Regions from separate parts of the Mus musculus genome. Here regions 1, 2 and 3 are each linked to region 4. The links are chromatin contacts, called in public HiChIP or PLAC-seq and capture Hi-C maps. All regions are on one chromosome and are shown on one strand. Each heading gives the region's core, a stretch centred on a gene start, on an enhancer-like site or on the middle of the called end of the contact. The rest is flanking DNA. Distances are from core to core; before and after follow the strand shown.

What was found. HiChIP or PLAC-seq counts read pairs in DNA pulled down with a chosen protein or histone mark. Capture Hi-C pulls out chosen DNA fragments and counts their contacts.
Region 1: a contact with region 4 is called in an H3K27ac HiChIP or PLAC-seq map of embryonic stem cells, with 5 read pairs. The contact joins two enhancer-like sites. A contact is called at or near these places in 1 of 484 Hi-C or Micro-C datasets (bone marrow-derived macrophages) and 5 of 115 datasets of contacts at active chromatin or transcription factors (embryonic basal ganglia, embryonic forebrain, embryonic midbrain and 1 more).
Region 2: a capture Hi-C map of embryonic stem cells shows a contact between it and region 4, with 3 times the contacts expected there. The contact joins two enhancer-like sites. A contact is called at or near these places in 1 of 15 datasets of contacts at CTCF or cohesin (the NIH/3T3 cell line), 4 of 115 datasets of contacts at active chromatin or transcription factors (embryonic basal ganglia, embryonic stem cells and forebrain) and 1 of 9 other capture datasets (embryonic stem cells).
Region 3: a contact with region 4 is called in an H3K27ac HiChIP or PLAC-seq map of embryonic stem cells, with 4 times the contacts expected there. The contact joins the promoter of Sox1 here to the enhancer-like site in region 4. A contact is called at or near these places in 2 of 39 promoter capture datasets (embryonic stem cells and liver), 3 of 484 Hi-C or Micro-C datasets (cortical neurons and embryonic stem cells) and 12 of 115 datasets of contacts at active chromatin or transcription factors (craniofacial prominence, embryonic basal ganglia, embryonic forebrain and 6 more).

What each region holds. Positions count from the first base shown.
Region 1 is chr8:12,425,457-12,431,604 of GRCm38.p6, forward strand. Sox1ot (Sox1 overlapping transcript) reads left to right here. Exons shown (of 8, transcript NR_027975.2): 3 at 307-667; 4 at 1,323-1,451; 5 at 4,051-4,582; 6 at 4,694-5,275; 7 at 5,979-6,148. Among named protein-coding and RNA genes, the nearest start is that of Sox1, 33 kb to the left of the region's middle. Within about 2 kb of position 3,050, at least 12 of the 459 cell types and tissues checked have an H3K27ac peak or open chromatin away from gene starts, as enhancers often do. A contact at or near this core is called in embryonic stem cells, where this site is marked.
Region 2 is chr8:12,541,888-12,547,820 of GRCm38.p6, forward strand. No RefSeq gene overlaps it. Among named protein-coding and RNA genes, the nearest start is that of Spaca7, 28 kb to the right of the region's middle. Within about 2 kb of position 3,499, at least 5 of the 459 cell types and tissues checked have an H3K27ac peak or open chromatin away from gene starts, as enhancers often do. A contact at or near this core is called in embryonic stem cells, where this site is marked.
Region 3 is chr8:12,393,663-12,400,070 of GRCm38.p6, forward strand. It overlaps Sox1 (SRY (sex determining region Y)-box 1), which reads left to right and starts at 1,857. Exons shown (of 1, transcript NM_009233.3): 1 at 1,857-5,893. The coding sequence starts at 2,699. The coding sequence ends at 3,874. The region is part of intron 1 of Sox1ot (Sox1 overlapping transcript); the gene reads left to right.
Region 4 is chr8:12,048,090-12,054,023 of GRCm38.p6, forward strand. No RefSeq gene overlaps it. Among named protein-coding and RNA genes, the nearest start is that of Gm33029, 190 kb to the right of the region's middle. Within about 2 kb of position 3,427, at least 16 of the 459 cell types and tissues checked have an H3K27ac peak or open chromatin away from gene starts, as enhancers often do. A contact at or near this core is called in embryonic stem cells, where this site is marked.

The DNA of each region.
Region 1 (6,148 bases), core at 1,800-4,299, 380 kb after region 4:
GTATGTACACACACATGCCTATATGCACCTTAAGGGACACACATCTGCACATATATGCCCACATCTGCACAGATAAACATACCTGCCCACACCTTCGTGAACAAACACACCTACATACACCTGCAAGGGCACAGGCATGATCACACCCACCCACACATTATCATGCCTGCAGAGGCATACATACATACTTGAAGGGGACATACGTACTTTACATACATACATACATACATACATACATACATACATACATACATACTACTAGTAATAATAATAATAATCTAATAAATTTTCTCTATGCTTTTTCAGGAATACTCTATGAGGTCAAAGCTGGTCCCTGTGTCTGTCTTCAAGGACACAAGCCAATTTAAAAAGAAATCATTCACTTAAAAAGAATGTTTAGATCAGCTCCCACTGGTGCAGACTGATTGGTTAATATCATCTCAACTTAGCGTGTTCTGAAAATAAGGGTTACTAACCTTCACAGACAACCAGTGGTCTCAGGGAGCCACGAAGCTGTCTCGGGACTGCACACAAGACACACACAGGTGAAGCTGGATGCAAGTCAGACCTGTGAACTAACTCCCCGCAACCGAGGGGGGAGGAAGTGACCACATCATCTCATTGGCTCTGCAGATCCAAGTCCACTCAAACGGCAAGCATGGCCCAGGTAAGTCACTTCACTAAGCACGTGGGCCAGAGTGAAGTGGGTCAGTCAGTCACTTGGGCACAGGAATGTTCAGGTGGGGGGGGGGAATAAATGAACTTCTGAGAATGTGAACTTATCAGATGACTTGAGCAACAGGTTCTTTCTCTAATCGATGTGTTTCCCAGGAAACCTGAACTGCCCCACCCCTCTCTGACTATTCCTAAGGGAGAATATTTGTTTTCCCCAATGAGTAAATTATTAAGTCATCATCATCATCAGTAATAGTAATAGTAGAGTGTGGTTATATGAAACAGGGTTTCTATATACAGTCCTGGCTGCCCTGGAACTTACTATATAGATCAAGCTGTTCTCATACTTACAGAGATCCTCCTGCCTCTGCCTCCCAAGTCCTGAGATTAAAGGCTCATGCCACCATGCCCAGCTAAATGAATAATTTTGGAATGCATGTGCAACAATGGCGTGTATATTGTGTTAGCCACACACTATTGTTAGTACGCTTGCTAATTCATAACAAGTTAACTCTCACAGTACAATGGGCATGTTTTTAAAATATTTTTGGCAAAACGTTACAGACTCATTATACAGTTAATTAAACCTCTCACCCCAATTGCTCTGGGTTCTAAGATGCACACATGGAATGTCTTTATCCTTCTAGAGTTGGATGCACCCTCAGATTCAACAGCCGACCACTGGCATCCCTTTTTCCCCCTTCCACGGTGGTACATGGAATAAAAACACACCCCGGGCTTGCTGGAATACCAAGGAAACATTCATGCCCATGGAGGTAAGCATTACAGAATTCGTGGTCTGTATGGTTGAGAATAAAAATAATTTGTGGCAAGATCAACTATCCTTTCTAATCCCTTCTTATTTAGGAGTTGTAAATTATGCCCCCAAACTAGAGCATGGCTCCTTTTATCTCAAGAGCATTTTGCCACATGCATCTAACAGAGAATGCCCTTTGCCCATCTCCACTACCAACTGAGAAGGCTACAGACAAACCCTAGCAATTTCTCAAAGAATGAAGCAAGCCCTTGGGCTGCATTTACTTAACATACAAATGTTAAAACTACCGCTGTGCAGGTTTGCAGCAGGTGGCTGTGCAATGTTCTCTCAAGGCCATAGGAAGCAGCTACTGCATTGCCAAGAATTCCACCCTCATCCTCCACCTGCCACCAGCTTCCCAGGCCTCCCTGTGTCTGTTCTCAGAGCCGGGAGTTGTAGAGGGAACAGGGCTGATGGCAAACTAAGTCATGGTCATGCTGTGGTGGTGAGAGGGTGAAACGCTATACTTGGGTATAATTTGATGGTCTTCTTCATTGTCATTGTCATCGTTGTCATCATCTGATCAGGATTCTAGACAAGAGCATCAGCTCTGCTAGTGCCACGCCGGAAGTGATTCTCCTCGTGAGCAAGCAGGCCATGCCACGCGCAGGAGGCAATGCTGTGAGCTCATGGTACTAGACATGTGGTCCGAGGGCTGAAGGTGAAGCCGCTTTGCTTTCAGCCCCTGCTCCTTGCCTGGGCTCATTTTCCCCTGGACCCTCCTATGTGCACAGTGTGAAGGGAATTACCTATTACTTCAATTATTTGTTTCTTATCAGCTGATGTTAAACTACAAGGATTTGCATTGAATGGACACAAAGAAAGAGCAAGTCACGGCACATCGCCAAATGAAAGAGTGATGTTCTGGTGAATTTAGCCGAAATAATTTACTGCTATAAAAGTGGGGAAGTGGAAGGTACAGCCTTTGACCAATAAATCCCTGCTGCCCGTGAAACCCTTATCTGGTCCCCTCCGATACATTCCACACAAGGAAGCCATCATCATCGGCTCTGGCTTGTTATTTGTAAACCTTGATCTTCTGCACTTGCTGCCCTAAATATGGGTAATTAGCATCAGTTTATCGCGCTTCTGCATATTTCCTGCACTCTCCAAACACGCGAGCTTCCATTGGCTGCCGTTCTGCTACAGGAGATTATGAAGACAGATTGCACAGAACGAATGTGCTAAACCAGATTAGGAAGGAATAGAAATAGCAACTTGGCCAATAAATTCCTCGTGAGAGCCTTATCACGCAATTACACGTTGACTAGCTTCACACTCTCCCAGCCTCTTAATCCAGTGCCCCCACCAGGAATAAAATTTCACTCATTTCTGAATTGCCGCAGATCCTCCTGACTTGTCGCTGAGAGTGGCTGGAATGAGTGGGGTTGCAGGAGACATGGAGCCGAACTTTACAATGAAAAAAAAAAAAAAGTAAACTTTGATTGTCAGCGTGGGTGGCTTGCGCGAGTTGGGATGTTCAAAGTGGCTCAGAGCCTCTGAGTGAGCATGTACAGTCTGGGTTCCCAGTCAGGTAACTTTGCTCTGAGTCCCACATTTCCTCCTGGTCTGTCTGAAAGGGAGGGCTTCCTCACTAGTCCGCCGGCCGCTGCGAAGCATGGTTGACTGCAGAACGGTGCGCCAGCTGCAGCTCCTTCCGGTGGACCTGAAAGTAGCCAGAATCCTCCTGATTAGCAATTCTGGGACACTCCCTCCACCTCTGTAAGTTCAGTTCCCTCCTTGCTCAGACAGGCTGTCTCTCACACCCTCTCAAGTGCTCTAGCCCCCTCTGCACATTAAGGTGTATAAATAGGAAAATTCCTGCCCACTCTGCACCGTAAGGATTGCAACCAAGAGCACTGTAATAGGGCTGCTACAGGAGGAGCTTGATTCTTGTTCCTCCCTGCCTGTTAATGTTATTCTCCCCAGGGCTTTATAATAAGTTAGGTATTTAAAGAGGCCCATTAAGCCTTTCGATCTACCAGGGGACTATTTATAGCACAGAGCCACAGTCAGACATCATGAGTACCCCCCACGGAAGCAAGGTACGGCAGCAAGAACCCCACAGGACTGAGCTTCTCTTGGCTAGAGGGCATACATGGACATCTGGATCAAACAAGAGCCGAGTAGCTGTGCTCCCAGAAAAGACTTCCTGTTCAGGGTGGAAGGAATTCATTAGCTATGAAAATCCAGAGCCATTGTGAGGCAAGTTTTTAATGTGTCCATCACAATATGGCCTCTGCTTTCTATTCTCTGGGAGGTTCTTACGGGGCTTTGCTAAGTTAAGGGTCTCCTGAGTGATACAGAGAAAGGGTTCTAGTTTTCCTTTCTGAAACTTGAGTTCAGATCAGCATCCACAAAGTAGACACTGGCGGTGCCTCTGTCTACAGGGACACTGCACGCACTGTTTCTAGAACCTACTGTGGCTTCCCAAGGAGGAGCCCTCCCTTGACGAGCAGCCATCCAGAATCCAGGTATACCTGGACCTTGAAAAGGATGGTTTTGCCTTTTGCAGGCTGTCTGGTCTTTTGTTGACTGGTAAGGATTTTGTTTTGCAGAGAGGAGCCTTCACTAACCTTGAGTGGGAGAGAATCAGCCAGGGCCTCTGCGGCACATGGAAATACTTGTCTTAAGTAGTTGGCTCTTAGAAATCACAGCCCAGATGCCTGAAGCAGAAGGAGAAGCACCTGTAGTGGCTGTCACCCTGCAGGCACCTCTGTTACTGGAGTCACCAAGAAACGGTATTACGGGAGTCTTGGAAGTGAGAGTGCTCCTCTAAGGAGAGACCCAGGAACCTGTTGCTAAGGGGCCAGCATGCAGGGTCCCTGCTGGGCCTGCATAGAAGGAGCCCGGTGCTTAGTGGTTCCTTCCTGAAGCCTAGGCTAAGGATTCTATATGGCTTCATCCTCCGCTCTACTCAAGCAAAGACAAGCTTCAACTGCTGGGCCTAAGGCACATGGAGCTCAACTCAACAACTGGGAATGGAGGACCCCTCCAGAGACCCAGAAGACCCCCGCCCGGGGGGGGGGTGACATCAGTTGGGGAGCTATTAATAACTGCCCTCCCCTCCCTGTCATATTTCCTGAACTGGTGAGCTTTGTGGAGGGGTGGAGTAGGAGGGAGCCGCTTGCCATTAATCTGGGAACAAACAGCTAACCCCGGTGACTGGTATTTTTCCTTTTCTTTTCTCACTTTTCTCAGTGTGGGGAAGGCGATTGTGAGGCGCTCTGCTGGAATTTGGCAGCGCGGAGGCTTGGAGAGCAGCCCCATGCTGGCTCCTATTCAGCCGGCCAGTTTTCCTCGAGCTTTGGAAGTTTCACTCAGCCGTGCACTCAATGGCTTCACAAAGCTGATTACAAGCTTCAGCGCATTCCTGAAGGAGCCAAAAGCGACGCAGGTGCAAACGAGCCGAGGGAGCCCCTTATCCCGGTGACAGAATGGGACAAGCTGGGAAAGGCTTGGACCACACAAATCCAAGGCTCACCAGGCAGCAGAGAGCCTGCCTTGGGAACCGGGGGTCATTATCCGCCCTATTCAGCGGGACCGGGGACCCTGGGGCCAAGGAGGCCGGCCGGGCGCAAGCGCCACCGCCAGTACGCGCCTGCAGCAGTGGGGACCCCGCTGGGCGTTGCAACCCGTCGGGATGTTGGGCGCTGCGTTTGTTCCCACCGACAGCGGTCAGCGAAATCCATCCTGCGGGTGAAAGCCGGTGTCCAGGCTAACCGGGATACAGGAGAAGGAGGGTAGCGAAGATGCTCAGTGCGTGGACAGTGCGTAACTTTGGTAATCGAGGCCGCACTGACGTGGTCCTGCCTCAGGCCACTCTCAGCCCCATCCTATCCCTGCTCGGGCCCGGTCCCCCTCAGCTTGTCTTCATTTTTCGTCTCTATGAGTCATACTGAGAGCGACCTTCAGAAAGTGCGGTGGGTGGCGGTGGGTGGGTGGGTGGGGGGTTCAGGGGCGGGGAATACTGGCTGGTAGCCCCGCAGGATCAGATCACCAGGTTGTCCAGTGCACCCTGCGGGGCAGTGGCGAGCCTGGAGAGCCGCCTCTGCCTGGGAGAATTAACGACGTCACAGCCAGAGACGAAAGAACTACAGGTCGCGGGGACAGGCTGGCTCCCAGGGTAGAGCTTGCAAAAGGGACGAGCGTGGGACAGACTGAGGTGGGACTGTTGTAGTTCAGGGGCCGGCCGATCCGGCTCCGTAGGCTGCCCCTATGTCCCTCCCTCGCCCCATCCAGGCCAGCACAGCACGAGTAACGCCAGCCTAGAGCCCTCCCGCCGCGTCCTCCCACTCCCGGCCCCACGTCTCGAAGCCACAGCCCAGCCCCACGCTTTGCCCGGCTGCACCCCGAGGTGCCCGCGTGCAGGGCGCGGGCCGGCAGGGCGCGCTTGCCGACGCTCTTTTGTCTGATAACTAATTTGAGTTAATGCGATCTTTATGTAAAGCTAACAGCGGATAATTGTCTATTTTCTCGCCAACAGTCTCCATCACAGTCACTTATCTGGAAACCTGCGGCTGGATTAATCGCTATATTCCCAAGATGAGCGGTGCTGCAATCCGCAGTGAACACGGGTGGGAACACGGAAGCTTCCCCTAGGTTCTTGCGGGGGCCAGCAGCTGGCCAGCTCCCTGCAGTGGATGCTGCACAGTA
Region 2 (5,933 bases), core at 2,249-4,748, 490 kb after region 4:
GCTCTCTCCACCCACAGGACCCACAGGTTTGCTCATGTCCTAGATAACACCACTCATTCAACAACAAGAGCCAATGGCAAAACATGGGCTTACATTCCAGATCTTAACTCCATGGACACAGCAAGCTCAGTTATCTGCGCCTGACATTGTCTGTGTGGCGGGCTTTTCCAACAGAACCAAACGCTGGAATCCCAATCACAGCCCAGCAAGGCAAAGCAAGCCTGACTTCCCTCACATGCATCCAGAAGAAAAAGCAGCCATAGCAGAGGAACACCGTTGCCTGGGACACTCGTCTCCAGAACCGACGATGTCTCTGGGTTCCACTTTCCCCATGCTTGTGGCCATGCTGGGCACATCCAGAGCTAGCTGTGCTCAGAAAGAGCTTGTGCGGGGAGATCCCGGTCTCCTGACTTTCTTTACAGGGAACACAGGTAGCTAAGTTACACACCAGTCTCCACCTGAGGCCCATAGCCAGTGCAAGCCATCCCTGCCCTGCAGCCCCCTCTTTTCTCACACACGTGTCGTGTGAGATAATGCCCAGGCTGGAAGGGTGGGTTCATCCTCACAGCACGTTCCTTAAAGGACACACAGGGCTTTCCATTTGAAGGCTGGAGATGCTTTCTTCCTTTCTCCTTAAATAGTTCATGCTCTAGATAACCCACAGTGGGTCCACTACCCCACAAGGGAAAGGCCATTTAGAGATTATGGCTTTAATAACCAGCAGGACCTGAAGCATGTGAGCATTCCCCAAATGGGCTGATGCACACCTCCTACCTTCATAAGATGGTCCCTGAAGAACGTCTGCATGCTACTAGACACTGCTACAAACTCTAGGAGAGCTGCAACCTGGGAAAGCCCATCATGGAGGGGTGGCCCAAGCTAGGTTCTGAGAATGAAGGTGCAGGTAGAGAAAGGACCACAGGGGCTGGGAGGTGCATCCCTTAGCATACAGCAGCCGAGGTAGGGGGATAAACACTCTGTCTGATCTTGGCATATGTCTACATTAGGATGTAGTGGGAGGAGCTACTGCCTCTCCTGGTCCAGCTGGAAGGCAGCAACCATTGATCAGAACATCCATTCTGGGTGCTGGATCTGTGAGCAGGGTGTGGATGTACTGGCTCAGAGACACACATCCTCAGAGGTAGTTATAGAAGCAATGTCTGTTGAAGCCTCACATGCCTTGCCCCTGCTTCTGCTCTGCTTGTGGTACCTGGAACCTGGTTTCTAGGCTACAGGACTTCAATTGCACCCCAGTTCCAGGTGGCTCAACAAAGCCAAGCCATGAGATAGGTGTAGCCAAGCACTTTACAACAATGGCTTCTTCAGCTATTGATGCAGAATGGAAGTGGGCCTCTGTGTCTCCAGGGCTACTGAATGCCTGTCTCTTAGATGGCTAGGAGAAAAAAGCGTGTGTGTGTGTGTGTGTGTGTGTGTGTGTGTGTGTGTGTGTGTGTGTATTTATGTGCTCAGTTATATATACATTATATGTGCTATATACAACTGTATATACATTATATGTCTCCTGTGTGTGTTTGTGTGTGTATGTGTGTGTGTATACAAATCATATGTGCATTTAACATGAATGTGTATTATATGCAAGCGCATATGTGTCCAACTGTATGTATTATACACACATGCATGTATGTATGTGCATGTACATGCTATGTACATACATTTATCCATTTCATATGTAAATATATGGATATGTAATGATATATGTAAATATGTGTGTATATTTATCCATTATATATCTATTATGTGTTCCATTTAAAGGCTAGATAAAGGGCAGGTGTTAACTCACCATCTAGCTAGCAAATTTCCTAAAAGAATAAACAGAAATTCAGAACAAATCCCTTCTGAGGAGTGAACCTCCCAGACCACCTGTGAAGTTTTGTGACCGACAGTGGACACGCAATGACCCTACCTGAGTAGATTCCCTGTGGACAATGGCCATAGATTCTGAGGCCCTTCGCCTCCACTTTGCTGCCTGACCCCAGCTCATCCGCACTCTGGCTTTACTGTGGAAAACCCTTCCTGGCCTGCCCAAGCTCCTGCTTTCCAGGTAGGCCTCCAAGGCATACCATACCGGCCAGGAGCAGCAAGAGCCATTCCATTGTCCAGAGTGTTGTATTCTCTGCAAAAGGGGGCGGGTGGCGTGACTCTTGGGTCCGAGCAATCGTTCTCAACTGCTATCCTGAGGCAAACTGAGTCCCGAAAAGACACGCTTGCATCCAGATCCAAGATATCTGTTGGCACATCTGTCTTTGCAGACTTCCCTGGATCAGGTGAAGCCAACCCTGGATGGAGTGAACCTGTCTTAGTAAGAGTAGCAGCCTGGAAAAGGGGGAGTCTGGACCACATGCCAACAAGGTCCCTTCGTATCCAGGGTTTTCTTCGAGCGGAGGGCAGGCTAAGGAGGAAGATTGCAAGCTCAGCCCCTCCCTCATCTTTCACTCCGACCTCCGCTGTCCAGACCTATGTGGGCAGCAGCCTTGACACTTCAAACCAGTGATGGCCTCATGGCGTAAAGGCGGGTGCAGCGGGTGAAGTTGGATGGAAGTGTTTGGAAGGGAAATAACATCTCATTTGTTTATAGAAGTACTTATTAACGAAAGTGGCCCCAGCAGACTGCGTTACTTCATACAAATGTTCACGTGCGTCTGCCAGTTCTCAGTCTGGAGTCGAACCTGCTTCCATGGATATGGCTATATGGGGAAGGCGACTGTGTGATGTCCGTAATTTAGACCATCTGTGGTGGCACTCGATGGTTTACCTGCAGTGGCGTCAGGTAAGTCACAGAACACTTAGGGCCCAGAGACTGTAAGAGAGTAAAGCGGGACAGAGATGAAACCCGATCCTTTTATTTTTGAAGGATAATTTATATTAAACACCAACTTCCATGACTAAAGCGGAAGCTTCTTTGTATCTCCATCTGCGTTACTGTAGCTTTAGCACAACGTTGTCAGTTTCTTCTGCTCTGAAGCCCAGGCGCTCAGCATTTTAACACCACCCTAGGATAAGGGTTTCAAGAAGTTCGCCTTCCTGGTTCAGAGAGAACTGCATCTCCCTGTAAAAATTTTATTTTGCCATTATTGAACTTTTTTTCTTTTTAAATCATCTTCGTGCCACAAGACACAAAGTCCAAAATATTTCTGTTCCTGATTGTCAGCCTCTTTTCTCGGAGATGGGGGAGAGAAGACAGAATAGACAAGTTGTTCTGTTGAATCAATACAGTGTATTATCACAGCAAGATCATAATTCAGGCCACAATACCTGTGTTCTCAGAGCGCAGCGAGGAAGTCCGTGTGTGGAGAGGCGCTGCGGGCGACTAATAGCAATAGAGTTGTCCAGGCTTGTCTTGAGTCGGCAGAGCAGGGGCTGACGTCGGCACACAAAATTGAGGCAAGCATAACTCCCCCTCAGCAGTCCAGATGGATGTGGAGAACAGGTCTGTTATAGGCGTTGCAGCTTAGTGTCCATTGAGACCCTGAAGCAAGCCCTGGCTTCCCTCAGGACAGGAACAATTTGACTAACAGTGGCAGCCATTAAGGAAGCCACAGACAGGGCACCTCCCTCTAAGCCTCCCCCCCCTCCTCCTCTCCCTCTCCTTCTCCCTCCCCATCCCCCTCTCCTTCCCTCCCTCCCTCTCTTCCTCCCTCCCTCCCTCTCTCTTCTTTCCACTTTCCACTTTCTTCTCTCTCTGCCTCTCTCTCTTCCTCTTCCTTCTTACCCTTCCTCTCCTTTTCTAGCCCTGAGTTTCCCTCTCTACATGCCTCCCCTGTGGCTGGCGTTGACCAGTTTGCCCCCTCATCTGTCACCTGTGGTCTCTTTCCCAGAAAGAGTTTTGTAACAACAGAAGAGATCCCAGTTGCATACACTTTACATTGTGTGCACAAAACAGATGCAGAACTCTTGGACCATTGTAATGTAATGCTCAGGCCCCTGGTCTTTAGAACTGAACCTACACAGTCACTCCCTGCAAGACTCGAGTGCAGACCCAGGACAGTGAAACGAGTCACTAAAGGTCACACTAAAGGTGCCTGCTGCCAGGCTTCACGACCCAAGTTTTATATCTGGAACCCACATGGTGGAAGGAGAGAAGCCATTACCAAAAGCTGGCCTCTGACTTCCACATACATGCTGTAGCACATACATATATCCAACCACCTACTTAATAAATACATGTCATAAGTTTATTCATTACCACTACTGTTATATTTTAGGGTTTTGTTTTTTTTTTTTTTTTTTTTTTTTTGAGACAGGGTCTCTCCATGTAGTCCTGGAACTCAGTAAGCCAAGCTAGTGTCAAACTCAGAGATCTTCCTGACTCTACTGAGTGCTAGGATTAAAGGCACGTGCCACCATGCCCTGCGTAATCATTTTTAAAGCAAACGCAAAGTGAACAATGAACAGGTTGCCTGCCAGCCAAGACTTCCCATACACCCAAATTATGCTCAACCATTGCCAACAGATCTCCCTTGCACCGCTAGCTAGAGCCTTCCAGGCAGCTGCGGTACAGGGGCCTGCCACAGGCAAAGGGGGCCCAGTCAAATGACCCGGTCATTCCTGTCTTCACATATGGAGCCATCACAATGTCTCTGGTAGGAACCAGTCTATGTAGGGACCAAGAAGGGATGAGGATCCTATGGAAAACCACAGACAGCTTCCAGCCGTTCTCCAGGCCCTGTGAGGTCCAGCCAGCCAGTCATGGAACCCAGAGTTCCGCACAGGTCCCCAGCTCCCCAGCTCACTGTAAGTATGTGAGATAGGCTGTAAGTAGAAATTAGGACAGAGCCAGCCATGTGCATGGAATCTGGTGCTCACTCTACGTAGGACACTATGGACAGGAAGCAGAAAAAGGCAGCAGGTAGAGCAGGTTGAGGAGAACTGGGTCATTTTCAATTACAATTTACTGGGGAGTGGATGGGCGAGCCTGGGCTGTGTCTCACTTTCATACTTACCTGAGCTGTCTGTCTCCTGTTTGGCCTCCTGGTCTACCTCAGGCCTGCCAGCCTACAGAACCCAGCCTGGACCCAGCAGGTTTCCACATGTCCACCCACCCACCACTCCATCCACCCACCCACCACTCCACCCTCCCACCCACCACTCCATCCACCCTCCCACCACTCCATCTCCACCCACCCATCACTCCATCCACCCTCCCACCACTCCATCCACCCACCCACCACTCCATCCACCCTCCCACCCACCACTCCATCCACCCTCCCACCACTCAGAGCCTCCTTTATGCTTCCTTAGTCAAAAGCTTCCTGGGCTCTTGGCCCAGCATCTAGGTGCTCCAAGGACCTCACAGCCTCCCCTCTACAACCAGGGGATTGTGGGATACTGGAGGAAGAAGGGGACACTGATGTAGAAAAAGAAAGATTCTGTTGACACATGCTAGGGCAGAATCTAGTCTTGGGAGATACCCATGGCTCACAGAAAGGAATTAATTTTAATTAAAGCTGCTAAAAGCAGGGACGAAGAAACCCAGGTTAGGATGTGGCAAAGCTCTTCTCCTGTCTGTGTGCCACTGGTTGGGGGCAGCTGTGGGGCGGGGACTTCTGGAAGATTTTCCAGCCCAGGTCTAGTCACAGCAGGAAAAGACACCGCTGGGTCTTCGCTCTTGTCTTCAGTCCTATCCCAGCCGCTGTGTTTCTGGAACGTCCCCGACCTCTCTTCAGAGTCCATTGTGCTCTTTGCTCCCAATCTCCACCTCAAGTTACCAGCAAAGCTGCTCCAAGCCATGTTCCACAGGAGAAACAGGGACTTAGAGGTCAACCCAGGGTGTGTGGTCCCCGCAGGGCCACATAAGGAGACACATCCTCTTTCCCCCTTCTACTCCCCTTCTCCTCCCCCATCTCATCTCCCACCCACTTCCCTCTCATCCCCCTCTCTCTCCTCCACACCCCCACTCCCCAGAACTTGCAGGC
Region 3 (6,408 bases), core at 607-3,106, 340 kb after region 4:
GTTATCCAAGGAAAATGGTTCTACGGCATTCTTAAACAATAGTCCTATTCGTTTTTGTTCATTTACAATGTAACTGATATTTGTAGGTAGTTCGTGAAACAAATCAAAAGATTTAATAAACTTGATGGCTGAAATAAGAAGGTAGCTGAAAACTAAGTTTATGACCTAGATGTTTATAAAAATATGAAACGATGTTTCCCTTCTAGCACAATTCTATATTATTTGATGAGTTTTCTAGTAAGTGCTGAATGGCCTGAAATGAAAGCTCAATCGGGCTGAGGGCTGTACTGTGCTGTAACAACCTGAGATAAAAAAAAATAATAATAAAATAAAATAAACCACTGTAATAATCATAGCAAGGGAGCAACGGCGTCAGGAAATTCACAGCCTCAGATGTTTTTGTTAGTGGGGGGGGGGGCTGTCATATGTTCACCGTCCAACATATTGGAACACCTGTATTCTTGCTATTATCCGGGTTATCTGTCATCAGAAGAGCCTCTGGATTACACGCGAGGCGGTCTGCAGGCATCTGACCAGGCTTGCTTTACCCACCAGCAACCTCCCGAAGCACCTAGATCTTAGAAGTAGAAACTCTATCCTCTCCCCTCTGTACCCCGCCCCAGGATATCTGAAGAACTTGTAGACTCTAAAGGTCTTTCTGGAAGAAGCCTTTACAATAACTCCCCCCCCCTTTTTTTTTTTGGACATGATGGTCTGATCCCAAGTAGCCTGGGGTGGGGTTGGAAATCTCTTATACATCCCGGAATCATATTTGTTCTGAGATTCATGGATTACGGCCATTTGTGTATGTCTTGATCATCCCCAGAACTGCCCTTTCTTTTTCACAACATACGAAGAAACAAAAACAACAACATACAAAAAGGCGGCCCTGTCACTGGACCTTCCAATTCCGTTTCAGCGCCCGCACCCCACCCCCACCCTCGCAAACCCGAGTTCACACGATTTTCAAAATCCTTTGGCAAACAGCTTCTGGGAGAATCGCTTCAGAAAAGCATAGGCTAGGTAGGTATTCTTTTGCTGTTTCCACAAACTTCTTTTTACTGTCGGAGTAACAAGATTCCAGCTAGATCTTGGTTTTGACCTTCGCAGAAATTCAAGAGGATATAGAGTAAATTGGCACCTGACTATAACACTCCGCTCCATTAAAAGACACCCCCTCCCCCAAGAAAGTTCGGGGTAGATTAGGGAGCTAGGAGCGTAGCACCACACAAAAACCGCTGCACCTCTTGCCACGGAGACCCGAATTATAGATCCCGAATCTGTAAAGGCCTTTGCAGGCTCTGAGAATGCACCGAGCGCCAGGGGTGGGAGAGACTGAGCCGCCCCGCTTGGCCTGAAACCCAGCAGAGGTACTTTGGGCCTAAGCCCCCCCCCCCCGGGAGGATCTCCCCCGCACCGCTGTTATTCTGCACTCCCGGCTGAGCTGAGTGCAAAGTGAGGCCTCTATCTCCAACTTTCCCCTTCCCAGCGGGCACAGAGTTGGCTGGCTGGGGACAGGGGAGGAGCTGGGTCTCCAATGAGCGCATTTAAACACGACCCAGGGCTGTATTCCCCCCGCCTCCCCCGACAGCGATTCTTTCTTCCTCTGGGTTTTCAACCCAATCGTTAATCATTCGGAGCGCGCGGGCGGGGAGAGGCAAAGGGGGCGAGCTCTGGGTTCGCCGCCGCCGCCGCCGCCGTCGCCGCCGCGCGCGCGCGCTCAGGAAGCAGTGTGGCTGTGACCCCGCCCCCCCGCGCCCCCTTTTCCCCCTCCTTCCTGCCCTTGTTCCCCCCCTCTCTCCTCCTCCACCTCCTTGCTCCGCCGCCCGCGCCCAGTGTATCTACTCCCTCCCCACGTCACTCGCCAGCGCGCCATGCAAATCACCGCCGCCGCCGGTTCCCATTGGCCGCGGCGCGCTCATTTAATGGCAGCCCGGGCCCGGCGTATGGCTGCTGGGCCCCCCGCGCCACCGGCCCCGCGTGCGCCTCCGCTCCGAGCGCACGGCCTCGGGCAGGCAGCGGACAGCTTGTCCTGGGCACAGCGGCACAGCTCTCTGGCTCTCTGCTCGCGTTGGCACTCCCACTGCTGTCCCTAACCCCCTCCCTGGCTGCACCGCGATCGCCCCCTCCGAACCCCCCTCCGAGTCCCCCTCAGCGCCTGGCTCCCCCCAGGCACCTGGGACCAGCACATGCCCAGCGCACGCGGCGCACCGCCTTGCTAGAAGTTGCGGTCCCAGAGTTGGAAGCCGCCAAGGAAGCCAGCACAGGAACGGAGACTTCGAGCCGACAAGAGGAGGCAGCGAACCCTGCGTCGGGCCCAGGGGCACCGCTTCAGACCCAGAAAGTGGAGCCTCAACTTGGCCACGACTGCACCTGTTTGCACAGTTCAGCCCTGAGTGACCGGACGGCAGCAATCAACCTGGCCATCGGCCTCTTTGGCAAGTGGTTTGTGCACCGGGAGAAACTTTCCACCTGCGAGCTGGACCCGCGCTAAGTGCGTGTGCTTTTGCCTCTTTTTTGTTGTTGTTGTTGTTGTGGCCTCCACCCAACCCCCTTCTCTCCGCTAGGCACCCACCGCACACACACCCCCCCCCCCAGTCTCTCTGGGCTGATCCTCTCTCCACCCACCCACCCCCACCCGGCCGTCTATGCTCCAGGCCCTCTCTTTGCGGTACCGGTGAACCCGCTAGCCGCCCAGATGTACAGCATGATGATGGAGACCGACCTGCACTCGCCCGGCGGCGCCCAGGCGCCCACGAACCTCTCGGGCCCGGCCGGGGCGGGCGGGGGCGGCGGTGGGGGCGGGGGCGGCGGCGGCGGCGGGGGCACCAAGGCCAACCAGGATCGGGTCAAGCGGCCCATGAACGCCTTCATGGTGTGGTCCCGCGGACAGCGGCGCAAGATGGCCCAGGAAAACCCCAAGATGCACAACTCGGAGATCAGCAAGCGCCTCGGGGCCGAGTGGAAGGTCATGTCCGAGGCCGAGAAGCGGCCGTTCATCGACGAGGCCAAGAGACTGCGCGCGCTGCACATGAAGGAACACCCGGATTACAAGTACCGGCCGCGCCGCAAGACCAAGACGCTGCTCAAGAAGGACAAGTACTCGCTGGCCGGCGGGCTGCTAGCGGCCGGCGCGGGTGGCGGCGGCGCGGCCGTGGCCATGGGTGTGGGCGTGGGCGTCGGGGCGGCGGCGGTGGGCCAGCGCTTGGAGAGCCCAGGCGGCGCGGCGGGAGGAGGCTACGCGCATGTCAACGGCTGGGCTAACGGCGCCTACCCCGGCTCGGTGGCCGCGGCGGCTGCGGCCGCGGCCATGATGCAGGAGGCACAGCTGGCCTACGGGCAGCACCCAGGCGCGGGCGGCGCGCACCCGCACGCACACCCGGCGCACCCGCACCCGCACCATCCGCACGCGCATCCTCACAACCCGCAGCCCATGCACCGCTACGACATGGGCGCGCTGCAGTACAGCCCCATCTCCAACTCTCAGGGCTACATGAGCGCGTCGCCTTCGGGCTACGGCGGCATCCCTTACGGCGCCGCGGCCGCCGCCGCCGCCGCTGCGGGCGGCGCGCACCAGAACTCGGCGGTGGCGGCAGCGGCAGCCGCGGCAGCCGCGTCGTCGGGGGCCCTGGGCGCCCTCGGATCTCTGGTCAAGTCGGAGCCGAGCGGCAGTCCGCCGGCCCCGGCTCACTCACGGGCACCGTGTCCCGGGGACCTGCGCGAGATGATCAGCATGTACCTGCCCGCCGGCGAGGGTGGCGACCCGGCGGCGGCAGCGGCTGCGGCGGCCCAAAGCCGGCTGCACTCGCTGCCACAGCACTACCAGGGCGCGGGCGCGGGCGTCAACGGCACGGTGCCCCTGACGCACATCTAGCGCCGCGGGGACGCCGGGGACACTGCGGCTTAAGGCCGGCGCCCCGGCGACGAAGAGCGAGGCCTGCGCCCCAGCCTCCAGAGCCCGACTTTGTACCGAGGTCCCCGCGCTCTCGATAAAAGGCCGCTCTGGAGAGCCGAGCGCCAGGTGACATCTGCCCCCATCACCTTCCCCAGGACTCCGAGGCGCTGACACCAGACTGGCCTCTTAGACTGAACTTTGGTGTTTTCATGAGACCTTTTGTACAGTATTTATCGTCCGCAGAGGAGGCACACAGCGTTTTCTCGGCTTCGGAGGACAAAAGACAAAAACCCAGCGAGGCGATGCCAACTTTTGTATGACTGCCGGCTCTGTAACTTTTTCCGGGGTTTACTTCCCGCCAGCTCTTCTGCCTGAGGCCGAGTGACGGACCTCGAGCCCTTCTCACTTGTTATAAATCTAAGTAAGGCAGATCCAAACATTTACAAGTTTTTTGTAGTTGTTACCGCTCTTTTGGGTTGGTTGGTTAATTTATACCGCAATCCCCTCTCAGACGGTGGAGTTATATTCTGGGTTTTGTAAATCTCTGTATCCGAGCATTTCCAATTTTTTGTTTTGTTTTGTATTATTTCTTGTAAATGCGTTGTGACATTTTTATTTTAGGCGTTGCGATACGGGGGGAAGAGGAGTCGGATGTTGTACATAGCCTGCAAGTCTTTCATCTAAAAGCAAAAAACAAAGAGAGATACCCCCAAAATGCATCAAATTTGAATCAATACATTTAAGAGAGAAAAGCCCGTTTCCCTGTGAAATCGAAACGTGCTAATTTTATATGCATGTTTTATGAGTTCAAAATACAATTAGCAATCTGTTGGAGGAGAAATTATCTGCAGGGCCCAAGAGTAAGGAAATCCCACCAAGCGGAGTGCAGCGTTTCCGTGACTTTATTCGGTGGGGAAAGAGAAATCTTAAACTCCATAGATTATTTTGTAGAGTTCAAGTTGACACAGAAGGGAAGTAATTACAAAATGCTTCCTAATGGTTTAGCGTTTTAACTGCCATGGCCCTGGCTTATTTTTTTTTGCATTTCTTTCCTGTGGTTCTGCCTTTTGCATACTGTAGCAGTTTTGAGGCAGCTGGGTCTCAGAAGGAGGATGGGTTGTGCTCAGTGGTGGGACAAGGCCAAGGATAGGGACAACAGCCACCGCCAAGACAGCGTGCCTTTGATTTCTCTGTAATTGGAATTGTAAGTGAAATTATCTTCCTGTGCTTCAAGGAAGCAATCCTGACCCAGACCTCACCACCACAGAGTCTCTCACCCAGGTCTTATCCCATCCCCTCCCGATTCCTCTCTGGGAAAATCCAACATAATTCTACCGATTTTCTTACACACACACACACACACACACACACACACACTCTCTCCTGTGTGAACCGGGATGCAGATTGCCAGGGAATGTAAACACAGAATGCTGTGTTTATCATTCCTGACCAGATCTTGAGGTTGTTTGATGCTTTAAATATTTTTAATTATATTTTTTCTAGGTGTTTATTGGTATATTGCAGGTCCCCCCCCCCTGGAATTTAAAGTTCCCTGTAAAACTTTGTCTTCAAGTAATCTGACAGCATTAAATATTGCATTTAAAAGTTATACTGTAGCAAATATGTTTTAAAATTAATCATGACATTAGAATGAAATTCTATTTTTGAAGGAAATTTTCTTTAAGTCCAGATGGGGAATGATACTATTTTCAGCATCCTTTCCCCTGATTTTTTCCCAATTTCTTTTCTTGGAATGAATATGGACTAGCCATTCAAAAGTGGACTTAATCTAGCAATTCAGTAAGACCAGAGCTCAACCTACATTGGAGAATATCTTTCAGTATAAATGCTAATATTACAAGTGACACGTGTGATTTTTTTTAAAGTCATTTAATGATTTTGCTTAAACCCCTCATTCCTTAAAGTGATTGCAAGAGATTCAAGAATGACGCCCACTGCTTTCTGATGAGGTAATAAAAGAACACCCCTCCCTTTTTCCTTTCTTTGTTTTTCTTTTAGGGTTTTGCTTTGTTGTTTCTAGAGCTGCTTAGCCTACCGCTTAGGAGTCCAGGAGGGAGGCCACACTCTGTGGCAGTCTAGGAAGAAATGCCCCAATAGCCTCAGGGAAATTCTAGAGAGTGTTTAGAGTCCAACCCACTTCCCCCTTAAAACGCCAAGACCTTTGCAGACTGGCCCCCAACACCACCCTGCTCTTTATTTAGGGAGAATCAAAGGTGGCCACACTCACCTCTGTTTTGCCTGGGCTTCTGGAGTTCCTGGTGTGCCTTGGCTGGGGGCAACTAAACCAGGGCTCAGTGCATAGGAGTTATGGCCACTTTAAGTGAAGCACCCCACATAAAGTTAGTCATCTTGTTAGTATCAGACAGCTCAGCCCCCACCCCCACCCCAAGACTTTCAGAGGTTTGTGCTCCCTACTTGAGCTCTACCCAGTGAACAAGAACTCTTTGTGCCAGGCTTTCAAGCCACCTTCCTTTGGGTTCTACTGATGTGAA
Region 4 (5,934 bases), core at 2,177-4,676:
AGGACAAGAGTAACTAAGGAAGGGTCTTTCTTGTTTGTTTGTTTGTTGAGGCTTGTGGCTTGTGGCTTGAGGGTACAGGTCTTGTATCAGCGCAGGCATGGCAGGAAGGGTTTAAGAAGGATGCGGGTCACATCCTACCCAGTGGCAGGAAGCAGAGTGATGGATGTTGTTACCGAAATACAACTTTCTCCCTTGTATTCAGTCTGAGACTCCAAGTCGAGGGACAATGTCATTCACATTCACAGTGTGACTTCCCCCACAGATACTGTCTCTAGGGACACCCTCAGAACCATGCCCATAGAGACACCCTCAGAGCCATGTCTCTAGGGACACCCCCAGAGCCACGTCCCTAGGGACATCATCAGAGCCACGTCCCTAGGGACACTGTCAGAGCCACATCCAGATGTGTGTGCCTGGAGTGGTTTCAAAGGCAGTTAAGTTTACGACAAAGGCTGACCATGGTGGTGAGCTACTTAGAAAGGCTTAGAACTGCTACCTCCAGGGGTGACTTAATTTAACCTTTGCGAGCCATCTGACAAGGAGACAAAATGTTCTAGTCTTTGGCATAGAATTGAGACAGCTAGCTAGAACTTGAACTTTGTGTTTATGAAGCTGGGGCCTGGACTGTCTCTGTTTTGCCCCCAAGAGCAGCTGAGAGCGGCTTGCCACACCCACTCAGAACATAACCACATCTAGCAGAGTGGGAATGGGTGGGAAGGATGGGGAGGTCTGGGGCCTGGGCTGAGGACTTTGCTCCTTGACCCTGACAAGTGAAGCAGGTGGAGTGTGAGACACACTGATCCAGTGTGGTCTGGGAAGAAAACTGGTCATTGCTGTTAGGTAGACAACAACCCAGGAAGGCTTTCTAAGGGTAGGACTTCCGGATGGAATGGAGGCTTCCCTGACTTTTCTCTGAAGATGCCAGTATAGAATTATATCACTTCGCCTTCATCCAGTGATCTTGAGTGAATGGCCATGATTAGCTGGTCTGGTCACCAATGGTCAATGTTCTGTTTACAGAGTTCTGCACACTGATGGTCTGTGATAAAGACCTTCTCCTTGGCCCTTCCTGGGCCAGGCATGAACCTTCCCCTACTCTCTAGCTAGTGAGAGCAAACAGAAGAGTGTGTTCTACTTCCTGAATAGATCTTTAGAAGAATGAAAGGCTCTGGACAGGCCTTGTGAGGGCAGGCGTGACTGCAGCCATCATGGGCCATGGGCCATTCATTGGGAAGTAGCTACTTCTTAGAAGTTTCTAGCCTTTGATGACCTCATGTTCTAACTCATTTCTGTGGCTTCTTATTGCACCAGAGCCACTGTTTCTCAAGGTTTGATGTTATTCCCAGCTAAGACTGATATGAGCTCAGACCCAAGGTGGGAACTTTTCCTAACATGCCAGAACAACTGGGCTCCTGGGAATAGGAAAGGCAGCCTGTGGTAGATGAGGGATCCCTATAGGTTCCCAGGGGAAGAAGAGTACAGCCTTGTCTTTGCTGCTGGATGCACACTCTACACTTCTCAGATGCTTCTTGGGGCCGACATAGTTTCTGGTAACTTAGTCATCTGAGAGAGCCTCAGTTGCCCTGTGGGAGGATAGTGACTTACTCTGGAAATCAGCCTTGAACACTGAGTGTCTGGCACAGACCAACACCAGTCTGTCCAGGATCCTGTTCCTGGAGCTGTAAGGTCAAAGCTCACACTGGGCAGAATCAACCACTTGTCTTTAGGCACATCTATGAAAGGATATCTAATGGGACATGGACACATTGTGAACAGGAACAAGAGGCCCAGTGCATTTCAGTCCATCTCTGGGGTCCTGATGTAAGGTTTATGTTTAAATAGAAACAGGATGCATGTATAACTAAGCAGTCCTACCTATCATCATTATCATCATCATCACATTATTATCACATCATCATCACATCATCATCACATCACCATTACATCATCATTGCATTACCATTACATCATCACATCACCATTACATCATCATTATCATCATTGTTGTTGCCATCATCATTGTCATTGTCATTATCATCATCACATCATCGTCATCATTATTACATCATTACATCACTGTCATCATCATCACTATCATCTTTGTCATCATCATCACATCATCATCATCACATCATCACATCATCACATCATCATCATCGCATCATCATTACATCATCATCACATCATCATCATCATCATTACATTATCATCATCATCATCGTCATTGCCTAGTTGTCCATGTAGCCTGTTTTGCAACTGTAAAATCTCCCACTCAGATCTGCTCCCCTCTGGCTGGCACCAGGTTTCAGCCTCTCCCATGACACAACATGAGATCCCTAGGGCAATTTTACTTTTACCTTTTTGTTGTTTCAGTGTTTTGAAGACTGAAGAGAGGGGTACATCTGTCTCCCCAGAATGTCTTTACTCCTCTGAGGGTGCTGATGGCTACAGCACACAGCCAGGGACAGAAGGAAGAAGGGCCCACTCACTGCCCTGCCTTGTGAAGATCTTATTCTTGCTCCCTTGTCCTCTTTTGTTTGTGGCCATCCTCCTGCCTCAGCTCCTCTGAGGTCTTGTTCTGTTGGTTTTTGTATTTACACTAGCTATTGGGAGTCTCCAGCCCCTGTCTGTGGTTGAGAACTGGATGCCTGACATGGGCTGAGTTAAATGCTGAGACCTTTGCCTTTGACCTCCTGTAGATTGAAAGTCGCCTCTGTAAAAATTATAAATGTCTAATGGGTTTTAAGTAGGCAGATAGTCCTGGCATTAGGTGTTACCCTGTAGGTTGCCAGTGTCACTGGGCACTAGGGTCTACTCTGTCAGGACCTCTCTGTGGGCTGGGGTGGACATGCCACAGACAACTGTGTTTGTAGGACGCTGCCCCTCCCCCCTTCATTTAAACAGAATGGCTTTTTTTCCCTTTAGACACTGGGACTTTTGTTATGTTAATGAACCAGGGACCATTTCCAATTCAATTTTACCTGGGCCTGGTCAGCTGAGTCGCTTTGTTGGCATCCCCCTGGGACCTTCCTTGTCTTTTAAACTGTAATTTAGTTGGAACGGTCGTCAATTTCCTCTGCTCATTACATTTGCTGGGTATCACAGATATTTAATCGAGCCCATGTTCCAGGACCTGAAGGGATTCTGAAGGGGCTGTGTCTTCCCTGAGTGAGCCAGCGAGGTGACCACGTTTCTGTCACCCCTGTCTGTGGTCTGGCCCTTCTTCTGGCTTTTGGTTGGTTTTCTGAGGGATCTGGCCCTAGAACCCGCTTGGTTGAGGGCTCCATAATTGATTAGCGATTCCGGTTAGGTGGACAGGCCGGCCAGCCTGCCAGGCCTGCACTCTCTCTCACAGTCCTGGGCGCAGGGGGACTCTAAGCGACCACCTGTAAACTCCCTGCCAGAGCTCTCGCATCAGACCTGCTGTATGATTAATTTTTATCAGAGTCACCAGCTGTCGTGGAAGTCCCAGCAGTGCAGTTTCCTACCCTCATCCATCCACTCCCAGCTGCGCTGGACCACGCAGGCCCCCAGCCTGGGAGCTGGGCCTCTAAGCAGGTGCTTGGTGGGCACAAGACAAATGCCCCCCACCCCCACTGTTTCCTGAAAGCTAGGACAAGCTTAACTGTTGCGTGGCTGCATCCAATTGAGGTCTGCAGGCACAGCGGCCTGGAAGCCAAGCGTCTGGGTGGTTCTCCTTCCTGCTGTCAGGAATGAAGCAGGAGCTTGGGATGGGGCCAAACATGGTAAACTGAGGCCACAGCCAAGGATGACTGAGCACTGCAGCACCACAGAAGCACTTGCCTTCCTAAAATATGGGAGTGCAAACCGGAAAGAGCAGAGCAGGAGGATGGGACAAACTGACAGAGAGAGAGACAGAGTCAGACAGACAGAGAGAGAGAGAGAGAGACACAGAGACAGACAGACAGACAGACAGACAGACACAGACAGGAGACAGAGAGACAAAGAGAGTCATGGAGAGAGACAGACACACAGACACATAGACAGACAGACAGACAGACAGGCAGGCAGGCAAATAGACAGATAACATCCAGACAGGGAGAGAGAAAAGGGGATAGAGGGATAGAAAGAGAAAGACTGAGAGATAACTGAAATGAGAGAGAGAGAGAGAGAGAGAGAGAGAGACAGGTGGACAGAGTCAGAGTGAGACACACAGAGAGATACATACAGAGGAGCCATAGGTTAACAGACACAAAAGGATACAGAGAGGTGTGTGTGAGAGAGAGGGAGAGAGGGAAGGAGGGAGGGAGGGAGGGAGGGAGGGAGGGAGGAAGAGAGAGAGAGAGAGAGAGAGAGAGAGAGAGAGAACTGGAGGAAGGTGCCGAGTCAGCAGCTCTGTGGTAGAACAGGCTACTTCCTATGAGTGTCACCAAGAACACTGACCATGGGCCCGGCACCCTGAGAGCCTCTGTCCTCAGGTCAGCCACTCTCCTCTCTTCCACCCTGGAATGCAGTACTATGCTTAAGCTACTCCAGCCTTAGTGGCTACTGTTGGTTCCTTCCTGCAGAGGGGAGCCAGTGCTAGAGGATTTTAGAAGATCCTGAGCCATTGAATAGAGCTCCCAGAAAATGGGGTCTCTCCTTCAGCCTGTCCTCAGGGTTTCTGTCACCCTCTATTCTGGCTTCAGTTTCTTGCTGCCCCTCACCAGAGAGCTGCATCTAGTCTCTCTTGCAGGGTGCATGTGATCTCAGGCAATATTCCCCTTTATGTCTGATGGTAAACAGGGTGGTTGCAATAAAACCGTGAGACATCTTAGCACTGTGGTCACACTATCTTTGACTAGGAACTGTGTCCCCAAAGACAGTCCTGTGAAGTCCAACTGAGTCATGTATATGAGTCACCATGGTGCATCTCGCTGATCCAGATGGCTAATGGCGGATTTGGTTGATGCTGACTGACATATACTGGGTCTTACATGTCAGGGAGGGTAGGTGGGTGTGCATGGCTGAGTTCTCTAGTGACAGATGCCCTTCAGTCAGTGAGACCTGCATTCTCTCCTTGTGTTACAAGGGTCCATGGGGACAGATGGAGAGACACTATCAGGGGACTCATTTCTCCCTGACTCTGACTGACTGAGAGCATCAGTCAGCAAAGACACTTGTCGAACCAGTTCTCCAAATGCTAGCCTGACCTCCCTGCCTCCCTGCCTCCCTGCCTCCCTGCCTCCCTGCCTCCCTGCCTCCCTGCCTCCCTGCCTCCCTGCCTCCCTGCCTCCCTGCCTCCCTCCCTCCCTCCCTCCCTCCCTCCCTCCCTCCCTCCCTCCCTCCCTCCCTCCTGTGTTCCCCCTACCTGGAGCTTGCCACTGGAATCCTGGTCTGGCTTTTCACAACCCAGAAACACCTGGGCAGGAATGCCCTGGGCATTTGCTGATGTTAGAGTGATGAACAGACATTCAGCAGCCGTATCAGGCACAGAGCGTGTGGGCGTATGCTCTGCCCACAGCGCTGGAACAGGGTGTAATCAGCATTACTCTTACTAACTGTGAGACCCCCCCCCCCACCAAGAGGCTTGTACCTTCTCAGAGCCTTGGTGTCTCATGGGAAGGGGATGGCATTACTGGACTGTCCAGGAACCATTGCCTTGCTTGGTTCAGAGCATCCGCTCCTCATGTTAAGGGCAGAGCAGGGTAGGTAGACCTACATATTGTCTAGAATTATAGTTGATCACATCTGAGGCTTGGTTAGAATGATGGCCATAGGTCCACGGAGCCCAGTAGGAATGTACACACTCAAAATAAACATGATTTCAAGCCTTTAGGCAAAGCCTCAATGGAGGAATCATGGAGTGTTCACAGAGGTGTGTGTGTCGAGCTGTAGTGACTTCTGTTGTCTTCTGCCTTCGCCTAGTAATCACCTGACACTGTCCATTAGCAGGGCATGGTCTGGCAGTCCCTCCTGAGACAGTAAGTCCGG